2 separate regions of the Drosophila melanogaster genome follow, and region 1 is linked to region 2. A link is a contact called in public Hi-C data. All regions are on one chromosome and are shown on one strand. Each heading gives the region's core, a stretch centred on a gene start, on an enhancer-like site or on the middle of the called end of the contact. The rest is flanking DNA. Distances are from core to core; before and after follow the strand shown. Region 1 holds the start of Jhbp2 (Juvenile hormone binding protein 2). Region 2 holds the start of Gnf1 (Germ line transcription factor 1).

Region 1 (5,902 bases), core at 900-3,399, 55 kb before region 2:
CCAGTCATCAATCCACCTTGACCTTGGCTGCGAATCTCCACACGCAGCCCAGTGGAGCTGACAAACTGGTAGGGACTGCTGTTCTGCATCTACCCTGCTTTCTTGAGCTAAATTTTTTGGGCATATTTATAAACTGATTCGCTGCTATATTGTTATTATTGTTAGTATTATCACAGCATCAGAATTGAGCAATAGTTGGCCTGACAATTTTAGTAACAAAGTTCGCAGGGCACATTCTATCACTTTGCCCTAGACAACAAATCTAAGTTATTTGCTATTTTATCTGTAAAATATAGAATATCTGTAAAATAAAGAAGAAAAATATTATATTTATGTAAAAAGTATTATGTATGTAAAGTAAAAAGTCATCTAGAATATTATTATTGTTTGTAATGTAAAGTGCCTATAGTTAATAATCTTGAAATCACCACAATTTGATATGGCACTTACTATGACTAACAGTATATAAAGACAAGTGCTCTAGAAATTTAAGCATGTGAAACAGTAGTGTGAAACTGCATGCTAAACTGTAGTGGGCTCTAAGAATGTGGTCTATATTTTAACGTACTGACTTTTTATACACAAACTAACTAGTGTAAATGTGTAATTGTAAGACCAATTCATATTCTTTCAAGCAATTCATTTCGCACTGCATACTTTTAGGCGCCGCCCCTACAGTGAAGGGCGCACGAAGTTGGCATACTGCCACCACTGTACATATTCATGGCCACTCTGTGCTTGACTCATTCATTATTGGTCTTATTTTTCATTCCATTTTCTTTGATCAAAAATAAATATAAATGGAAAAAACAAATTTTAATTTCAGTGTGGCAACATAAGAATGTTAAAAAAGCCACTGATACTTCTTTAAAGTTTATTATAAAATAATATTATTTACTTTGTCCGATGGTAAGCAAAACATATACTCAATTAGGCGCAGAATGTAATATTTCGTGTCTTCTACTCTTAGAGTAAGTAATTATCTACATGTTAGTTAGTTAGTTAAGCGCTAGTTAAACGCATAAGATATGATTTGTGCGTAAGCGTTCGGCATTTCATTAAACTATAATCGTATATGATTTTTAAGTGGACACTAAAAAGTCAAGTGTATAAGTCAATATAAAACTATGTTTAGACAAATTAGTTATATATTTAACTTCTTATTTGTTCTCGTAATTTGGAGCACTCCCGCACGAATCACGAGGCCCTTCCACCTCCAGTTTACAATTTAAATGCAAAACAGACAATGGTCAATAACCGGAATCGTTCCCAACAGTACACAAAGATCCCCGAAAGGTTTTGAAAGACAATTGCATTTCGTTTGGGGGCAAGTCACCATACCATCAATACCTCAACGCGCTGAGCAAATACACGTTTCTGAATTATTAGGGTTAACACACTCTGTGACTGGCTCAGTGCATGCTTTGTTATGTATGGATGGATGGATGGATGGATGGATGAATGGATGATGAGTGCCCAAAGCAGATTTGCCACCCGCCTCTTGGAAAGCTCGTGGTTCTAATCGCACCGCTTGACCTTTTGGCCACAAGTGGAAGTGCGGCCCACGAAGGGCTGAAAGGCAGCATAACAAAGAAATTCATCGCAATACTGGGCTAATACCGGCTTGTAGAACCGCTAATGATGGCAAGTCGCTCGGATGATTCATGACAGCCTCATTACCAGGCTGCAATCGCGGCTGTGGGAGGTTAGGCTCCGAGTCAGAGACCCTTTACACTTAACCTTCGGGCCTGCGGCCCCGGCAAAATTACTACCCGCAAATGTACACCGAGAAAAATCGTGAGGTAATGTAGTATTAGGTATTGGGCTATATTATCAAAACGGGAATGCAATCTGCGGGTAGTAAGAGCAGGGATATCCCATTTCATCCCATAGGCATAAATACTTACTTAAATCCAACATTTTTGGAAATATCTTTCAGACCTAAACCCAAACTCTAAATGCGTGTTTATATGTTATATGGAACTCAAAGCTTAAGGTCCCAGCCGACGGACTGTCTGCCCCACCGATTTCTGGGGTGTGGCAAGAAGGCCTGTTGTTCGGTTTCCCTTCGCCATCTCTTTCGCTGCATTTTCGCCAGCGCTTTCGAGCTTCTGGCTGGTTAAAATGGCTTGGACCAACGCAGGCCGAGCTCATTCCTCAGCCGAGTCGCGTGAAAGTTGGACGCAAAGTAAGCGCAGAGACGAAGAAAGCAGAAGACAGCAGACAGTCGGATTCTTTATTCAAGAACAAACAGTGAACTGGTTGGGGATTGGCTGTGTGACCCACTTCCAGACCGAGACCGAAGACAGAATTTCGGCCCCAAAGTGAAACCCAATCGCAGCTCGTACTTGGGCGCTTTAAATTCTATCCCGACTTTTTCACTTTCGCTCGTAAAGAGCGCGGGCTGCGTCATCTGGGCGAAATTAGCATATCCATATCCAAAAGCTGCTAATCAATTACGAAACTAGAAAAGTGAAACACAGAGTCCATCTTAGCCAACTTCCGTTTACTTGTACTTTCATGCAGACGAACCCGAAAAATGAGCGGAAAGATGGTCTTCATTGTGCTCGTCGCCGTGTTGGGCTCCACTTTTGCCCAGGAGCAGCGTAAGTAGTGATCAAATACTCGAAGTGTGATAAGTGATACCTATTTGGCTGAGCTTTCTAAGTTACATCACTTGCGACGACGACTTTAACTTTCCAGCCGGTCCTTGGACACGTCCACCGACCAACTTGGCCCAAGTGGCCTATGCATTTGGCAACAGCTAATTGCCCACCCTCAAAAGACGTGCTCCGGCAACAAAGAAAGTCGACTTGCGACGGATCTGGTCGGGTAGGTTCCAGAATGGCAATTGATGGCCACGATAACCTCGGTTAATAGTTCTGGCTTTGCAGTCACTTACCCGGTTCCATAAAGATCCCACTTAATGGGATTGACCTTGATTCAGTACTTTGCCGGCTAGCCTCTAAAAAACTCTACGTTCAAGTGCTCCGATTGTGCCATAATTTCTAAGAAATGCTCTGTACCAATCACAAGAGGTTTCTAACTCACATTGAGGGCACACTGTTTGGGAAACCTTCCCCCGAAACCCGTCATTATTATTAGTTTTCACACATCCCTCCCCACCACAACTTCGATAATTAACCCGGCCATAAACCTGTCGCCGGTTTTGTCCCACCCCATCGCATCCCAGCGATTCATAGTTCAGTCCGAACATGTTCGCAACGATCGTTGTGAGATCGGCAAGATAATTGTGAACTTGAACCCACGTCAACTGACGCATTCACCTGGGACATGGGAATCGCAATTACGGGAGGAAAGCGAATCTTCATTTTCATTGTGAGCCCTGTTGATTAATTCACTGGCCTCCGCCAGACAATGACATCCACGAACATGCAAAACATCACACATACATACACAGACCATTGCATTCGAAATGGACTCATTGTCTCACCACCCTCGAATTGGCCTTTCCAGCCTACTACCTGCAACAGTGCCCACGGGACGAGGCCCAGATAAACGAATGCCTTCGCGAAAGTGGCAACAAGCTGGTGCACTACCTGCAGAAGGGAGTGCCGGAGTTGGACATCTATGAGGTGAGCTGAAGATATGTTAAGACTCCAGACAACACGTTACTGCACTTTGAAAATATTAAATTAATTAAGAGCAAAAAGAGATAGTTTTATTCTTACCCTAATGGCTACATATTCAGATCGCCCTGTAACTTATTTCTGCCAACAGATCGAACCCGTGATGATTGATGAAATCGGCATTGTGTTGGGCAGTGGTCCGGATGGCTACCGCGCACTTTTCCGGAACATTCAGGCCTACGGTGTGAGCAATATCACAGTGACCAACATCCGGTGAGTCGTGCACATCCTTACAGCTAAGATGCTATGAAAGGTTTAATACATTGCGAAATAAATCAAAGGTCGGGTTCGAAATACTAAATAGTTTTAAATAATGAGTGTGCAATGCTACAAGTTGGCTATATACATATGTATATTATTTATATTTATATTCATAGTCTACTAAAATATGTAAGTCAATCGTAACTAAGCTAATCGATTTAGGAATTCGGTTGGATGCACATTTAGTGTCTTGTATACCTGGGCCCGTTTCGCCAGTTCACGATACAGAACTTCGATTCCCTGTAATTATAATTTAATTTGCTGCTCATTTGCCTAACTGCCCAGTCCATCGGTCAGTGAGTCAATCAGTCAGTTGGCCACTCAATCCGCCTCCCCAGCACGCGATCTCCACTTAGCATTTTGTCAACATTGTGGGGGCTCATTTGAATGAGCGCAGTTTGCAATGATTTGACGGGGTTTGCCAAAGCCTCGTGAATACCTCGTAGCTCATGGTCTTGATTTATGGACAAAACGTTTGGCACACGATGCGATGGGAAATCGATTGAGCAATAACCGATTTGCATTTCAGTGGTTCCTTAACTTGCTTGAGCGTTTTATGTTTGCCCAGACCAATTTGCATTTGCCCGGGGCTTTTATTGAAGTATATTTTAGACGCGTAATTATCTGCGACAAGGTGTTTGCCCACCTTAGCTGGTTTCACTTATTCTCAAATGGGCTTAAATGAGAAATCAGGGAAATAGGGCCCGTGGATTATCTGGAAAAGTGGTTCGCTGGAAATTCATTTTTATTGGTAATAGCCTGCCTACTTATGCAATTCATTGGGAGTTTTGTGGAGTCGGGAAATTAATCCGTGGGCAGCTTTGGGATGATACATTATCTTAGCTAATAACGATTGGTTAATCTGAATCAATTCGACGGCGAATTAAAGGTTTTGTGTCAAAAAATTTGATTCGTGCAGAGCAATTAAAGTGCATTTGTGATATTCTTAGCATAGTCGTATTACTTATGCACCTTTAGTTTCTCGGTGTTATAAGAACCACAATTAAATAAATGCCAACAGCAAAAGAATTAAAAATTAAAATGTTTATGAATGATATCTGAAAAACTGGTTATCTCTCCATTTTCGCCTTTCAAATGTTTTCCCACATATAAGAGAGGCTACTCTCTAACAAGTTGACCCACTCTCCTCGGTGGCCTCTGATGTCTTAAGTGCCCCGCATTATGCAACACCAAAGCCAAGAACACTTTTAGCCATGCTTTCCGGTATTTGGGACGCCAGCTCCGCCGACAATAGCAAAGGCAGAGGCAGTTAAGGCGGCGACCATCAATCTGGCAACAGACACTTGGCTCTCAATTGGCGAAAATAAAAGAATCCGAGTGGCAGAAACATAAACACAGCACGGGCAAAGACGACTGGCTCACAGATCGTTGACCAAGAAACGAGCCAGAAAAGTGTGCCAACGCTAGATTCTCTAAGTGGAGAGCATTGTTTGGGCCGGTTCCAGTATCGGTTTCGATTTCTGTGGCCACTGACAGGCTACCCTGACATAGGGTCCAATATATTCCTGCAGTCTGCTTGAGACTGCATTACTAGTCTTAGAATACTTTGCAAATATGTGGTTCGCACGTAAATACATAGCAATTGTGTGTTTTTTGAATATCTAAGTGAGGTTGAGCTGAGTTGGAAGGGTATTGGAAGGGTCGGAATTCTCGTATTGGTTCTCGTATTGATTTCGACTATCGAGAAGTACCCCCTAGCTCCAATCGTCTAGCCGCTTTGGTTTGGATCTCTTTGGCATCGAATGTAAGACTTAAGAGAGCTTCAAGGCTAAAAAATACGACAAAATAGTCGGCTCATCTTCGCATGAAACGAATGAAAAGGCAGTTTTTCGCTAAGCTCATTACTTCGCATATTGTCACTGTCATTGCCATTAGAGGCGCCCATTAATATCCACAATATCCATATCTCATATCTCAACTTGTCTTTTTGCAGCTCCGACTTGGACTCGCTGCAGTTCCAGCTGACGTGC
Region 2 (5,549 bases), core at 104-2,603:
TGGGCTCTTTTTTTACTTTCAAGGTAACAGCTGGTACATCATTAAGCTTATCCTTCGTCTCCTTCGGGGAAGTGTGTTCTTCCTTGACTTTATGTTTGGCGATATCATGCTTCTCGCCATATTTCAGTTTAGTGGCTTCCTTCTCCTTTTTATCACTGGACCTTCTAGAAGTCTTGACTTCCTTTTTCCCTTTCTCCTCGGAGCTGTGCTCCTTCTTCGGGCTTTTCTTCTCTTCCTTTACCTGCTTAGCGATTCCTGATTTCTCCCTGATTAGATCGAAGAGCCCGTCCTCGCTGAGAATGGGTATATTGAGTTCCTCAGCCACAGCTAATTTCTTTGGTCCAGCCTCTTCTCCTACGACCAGATACTTGAGTTTCTTTCCAACCACGGTCATCACCTTTCCGCCATACTCCTTGATCACGGACTCCGCCTCCTCTCGTTCCATGGACTCGAGGACTCCGGTTACGACAAAGGTTAAGCCACTCAGACAATCCGGGGATCCCTTTGGAATTTCTTTGCTGCCGGGGTTCAGGCACGAACTGCGGTTTTTGTACTTCTGGTAGAGCACGGCGGAAGCACGTTTACGCTCGTGGCGTTCCTCGTCTGTTAGGACACTGGATTCTAGATCTGCCGCAGGTTTCTCCTTCTTCACACGCGGAGTGGTGGCTTTGGATTTTGTTGACTTGGGTTTTGGCGGTTCCGGGCTGCTGTTCTTTGCTCTTTTAGGCGAGGGAGAGCTCCTGGTTATCGAGTGAACCTTTTTTTCGGGGGCAGCCTCTTTGATACTCTCGTCCAGATCAACTTCCATTAAACTCCGGTCAATGTCTTCGTTCTCGAACTCGAGAACAGCTTTGGTCTTCGGCTTGGGCACAATCACCCGTTTGGTTTCTCCACCGAAAAGCTCCGTAGGATCTACGTGCCGCTTAAGCTTGGAGAGCGCTGGTTTCTGCCCGTTCCTGGCCTTCTTCGCAATCGGTTCCGGTGTGGCGGCCACCACATCATCCTCGCTGGATGCTGTCTTCGAAGCCTTGCGTTTCTTGGTCTCCGGCGGACTGACCACCTCGTCCTCGTCGCTGGAAATTATCACGGCTTTCCTGCGTTTTGGCGCCTTCGACGGCGTCTCTCCATTTTCGGCCTCGGCACTTTTCGCCTTGGCCGGCAGCCGTTTGAAAAAGGAGTCAATGCCCTGGAACAAATGATTTTGTTAAATTGATGTTTTCACCTAGTGCCTGACTGTCTCTACACAACTTACGCGTTGCATTACGGCAGGAATTAATTATTATAAAATTAATGCTGCGAGCTTCAGAATACGGAACAGTGTTACCAGACACGAAATCCCCAGTGTAACCGCGTCGGTGACGATTGAAAAAAACTAGTATAAGTATTTTAAAGAATCAAAAGCACTGAACGTTATCGATAGCTCACTAAATGTGTGTCAAGATACAAAAGGTATAAAGTCGTCTGGGCAGCAAAAAAAAATTCGCAACGGTGAATTGCGAATGAAAAGGAAATAGAATTTATTGTTTTAAGCACGTACAGAAAAGAAAAAAGTCAATTTTATGAAAGAGGCACAAAAACTGGAAAGAAATTAAATGAACATAACACTTGTTGTGTTATTAAATATGATAAATAACCAATAAATCAATTTTGTCATTCTCTGTCACTGTAGCGAGGAATTGAAAAGTATTTTCCACTTTACATTCAGTTGGTTATCTAATCCAGTTGTAATCGATATTCCAACAAAAAAGTTCGGACGGCAACGGGCTGCACGTTGCAAATCTTAAAACTGATAAATCTATTGTTTATATATTTCTTTGTCTTTGATGACTTTGATTTCGTGAACCGTGTTATAATTTTATTTACATGAATGTTAATTTCACCAATTTTTTACTTCAAGTGCAGATCTACAGATCATATCGCATGCGATTTTCGATGTATTTAGCGAATACATCTTTAGCGGAGACATCCTTCACATATATGTATATTTGTTTTTAGCGAAGGCACCCTCCTGATATAAGGTTTTTGTCTTTGATAGAAATCAGAGGGGCTGTAAAATTTTCAAATGCTGAGCTCAATTTTTTGCCGAATACTTAATTACTATTTTATTTAGTTATTTTTATTTTATTATTTAGCTTCAACATATATTCTCTTTTAAATAGTTTGTTGTTCAATGTACAATTGTACACAGACCTGACACAATAGGGTGGCGAAAATAAAGGCGACTTCAGGAATAGAAGGAAGCGTTGAGATATAAAATAATTATTCATATTTCTGTCACGCTTCGAATACCATTATATACCTAAAATTAAGTTACCTTTCAACTGGCTACTCTTATAATCGTATTTTCAACATTATTGACTTATACCCATTACTCGAGGAGTAAAAGGGTATACCACATTTATACTATATATACTATAAACTAAATTTTTGAAGAATTTGATATTTTTTCATAATTTCATAAGTCATGTAAAGTTCTATCGATCTAAATTTGTATCCAAAGCCGCACAAAACTGCCACGCCCACTTTTGAAAACTTAAGATTTTTCTTCGTTTTATTATTTGCCTTGCCAATTTGAATTATTTCAATCAATTATGAAATTTGCGCGTCCGCATTCACTCTAGCTGAGTTACGGGTATCTGAAAGTCGGGGAACTCGACTATAGTATTCTCTGTTTTTTTTTTTTCTCAAAATGCGTTTAATTGGAAGACTGCAATAAAAGGTTTTTGATTTATTTTTTATTACAGTATGAATATGTTCTATATTTGTATAATTGAGCCGGTGCTTACGAAGTAGTCTAGAATGAGCATTTGATATTATTAGTATTACAAGTGGCTAATGCTTAATGCATTATGTACATATGTATTTTGGGCAGAGAAGCCGCTGCTGCTGCTGTTAACATTCGTATTATCCTGGCTTATAAGCCAAGATGATGGGCTTGGGCGTTTCGAACGCCATCACTATGCGAGTAGACTAAGATCCGGAGCAGGAAATGCCAGCCAGTTCGCGATTAGTCTATTAAAGCATATTTGGGCCGAGGCCAATGGGAACTTGGGTCATTTTGGCTAAAAGTTAAATGGTATAAACTAAGCATTATATTTTACACCTGCAGATATACTTTAGGTAACTGCCAACAGGACACTCACCTGTCGAGGGTCTAGTGTCGGTGTTTATATATAATAGCGATTCTGACACGTTTTGATTTGAGTTGCAACTACGCCTTATTCAAATGATAGTTAAAAAAGTTTATAGTTATAGGCAGAAGGACGCGTTTTCGACCATATAAAGTATATTCTTATCAGGATCAATAGACGAGTCGATCTGGCCATGTCCGTCTGTCGAACGTCGAGATCTCAGGAACTATAAAAGCTAGAAGAAGATTCCAGATACATAGAAGCAGCGCAAGATTGTTGGTTTATAAATATATTTTATTTTCACTCTTAATACATTTTTGTATATTTTAACAGAGTAGAATTTAATGCGAAATTGCGAAAATGCGAATAAATTTTTGTCAAAGGTTTCGAGGCCCTATATACATTACTGGATACTAACCTCTTAAAAATATCTCGAATTTCCATCTATATCTTTATGAGATATTTTCTTGGATCAATTCAGAAAGGCCTTAAAAAATAAAGTTTATACAGTTGAGCTTCTTGCTGCTGGTTACACTGCAAGAAAAAGCGTTCATGTTCGACGTCCGGTAACTAAATAAGTTAAAGTCCAGATATGGGGAGTTATAATAGCTTAATGAGTAACGCCTATCTCTGCCTTAAATACACACACCTTCAAAACATTTCATAGAGTTCATGGCCGATTTAAGATGATAATAAAACTAGGAGTACAAAAAAGCAGAAAGTCCCACGTTACCCATGAAATGCATGTTGAAAAAATGCAAAGCTTGTTAGTCCGTGTCAGCAAATTGCACTTTACAATAAATGTCAAAGCGGAGAATGCAACTAATGCCAACTTGCCTTTTCATTTAACATGTTATTTGACATATGCGCCATCAATCTTCCGCTAATGCAACGCAATCTAATCAAATCAAATCAAATCAAATCGCAATCACATAATCAACGCCACTTTACATCGCCCCGAAGTCAAATCCCCCGGCACCCTTTGCCCTAATGCTTCGCACAAGCTGTTTAGTTGCATTTACAGGGCATTAGACCCCCTCCACCGATTTCCCCCTGTTCCGCGGCGGTGGGCAACCCCCTTAGCCAACTGATTACACGCGCAATTAAGGGTTGCGGCCGAGCCACCCACTCCACCGCCTACCTCCCACCCAACGACCTTGCTGGCGGCGGTTGCACGTGCTAAACGCCACCGAATGTCACCCTTGGGGCCTATGTGAATAAACACGGCTTAACACCGATTTTGATTAAATTTCACATAAACAAACAAGCCTGCGGAAGAGGGTTAAGAAAGAAATGACGTTCAATGAAAGTAAAAAATGTCTGCAAATCTCTTCTCCACATTTTTTGTGGATTCTTATATATGTATTTTCATTAAAAATTGATTTGATCAAATACTAGAAAATCACCTGATACTCAAAAATATGTTTTATGTTGGCCTCAGCTCACAACAAGTGGAAAATGAGGAAAAGACCGGAAAGGGGTTCGTATTCTCCGCCCAGATGACTGATCCTGACTGACGCAGGACCGCATGGTAAGGTTCCCACACTCGGGAACTGAGCGAAGGTCCTGAATATAAATTGACTTTGGGCGGATTCCCTGTGGCAGGACCTTAACTTATGCGTCGCAGTAAATAAATACACATCCGGGTGGCGCAAACTCACCCCCGTTCGCAAGGATCCAATGCCAATTTGCATTTGACCTCTGCGATTATGTGACGTTTTTCGGTTTTTTTGCGAGAGGGTTTAAGCCGGGATCTGAGGGGGGAAATCAGGCGTGTTACTTCTTCCTCTTGCTGGCCACTAATTCGAGAATGGCGTGTGATGGCCGGCACTTGTTCTACAGCTCCGCCCTGCTGCCTCATTTATCGATCATTAACACTGGCTAATTCTGCCGCCCCCACCCCCGACACTGAGCACCCTTAATCATGATAAATTACTTTGACGCGTTATTTTGATTCGATATTTATCAAAATGTCGCAAAATTCCGCTTAGCCTTTTATTGAGCTTGCTTAGAGTTAACTAATCTTTTAGCGAAGTCATTTTGAGGTTGTTGATTTCACTTCGACCCCCCTGCCTTTGTTCACTAAGTGGGTGGGAGAATTAGTTGTTGGCTTGGCTTTCTATGCAAATCAACCTCATTTAGGCTTAGCCAATGAAAAATGGCCATTTCCTTTGACAGAGAGTGGCGATTTTTGGTGGAGAATTGAATAGCTGTGGTAGAAATTTGATTTAGCCTGGACTGGTTCGAAAATTACCATTAACTTCTTCCCAGCACACAGAAACCCTATTAGGTTGTGCTGGAGACTGTTCATCATCCCGAAGGAAAGGATCCAAGTCCAAGCCCAATCCGAATCCGAATCCGCATCCGAATCGAGCAGAAGCCCACACGGAGCGCGGTCGGCGGAGAACGAGTTTGCCA

The links. Hi-C and Micro-C count contacts between places; a contact is called where the count stands out from the background.
Region 1: a contact with region 2 is called in a Hi-C map of the Kc167 cell line, with 4 times the contacts expected there. The contact joins the promoter of Jhbp2 here to the promoter of Gnf1 in region 2. A contact is called at or near these places in 1 of 1 datasets of contacts at CTCF or cohesin (the Kc167 cell line), 13 of 107 Hi-C or Micro-C datasets (the Clone 8 cell line, the Kc167 cell line, the S2 cell line and 6 more) and 3 of 6 datasets of contacts at active chromatin or transcription factors (the Kc167 cell line and the S2 cell line).

Annotation. Positions count from the first base shown.
Region 1 is chr3R:4,957,598-4,963,499 of dm6, reverse strand. Jhbp2 (Juvenile hormone binding protein 2) reads left to right here and starts at 2,149. Exons shown (of 7, transcript NM_141251.3): 1 at 2,149-2,188; 2 at 2,527-2,606; 3 at 3,478-3,596; 4 at 3,742-3,863; 5 at 5,866-5,902. The coding sequence starts at 2,540.
Region 2 is chr3R:4,902,426-4,907,974 of dm6, reverse strand. It overlaps Gnf1 (Germ line transcription factor 1), which reads right to left and starts at 1,353. Exons shown (of 4, transcript NM_079505.3): 1 at 1,253-1,353; 2 at 1-1,186. The coding sequence starts at 1,261.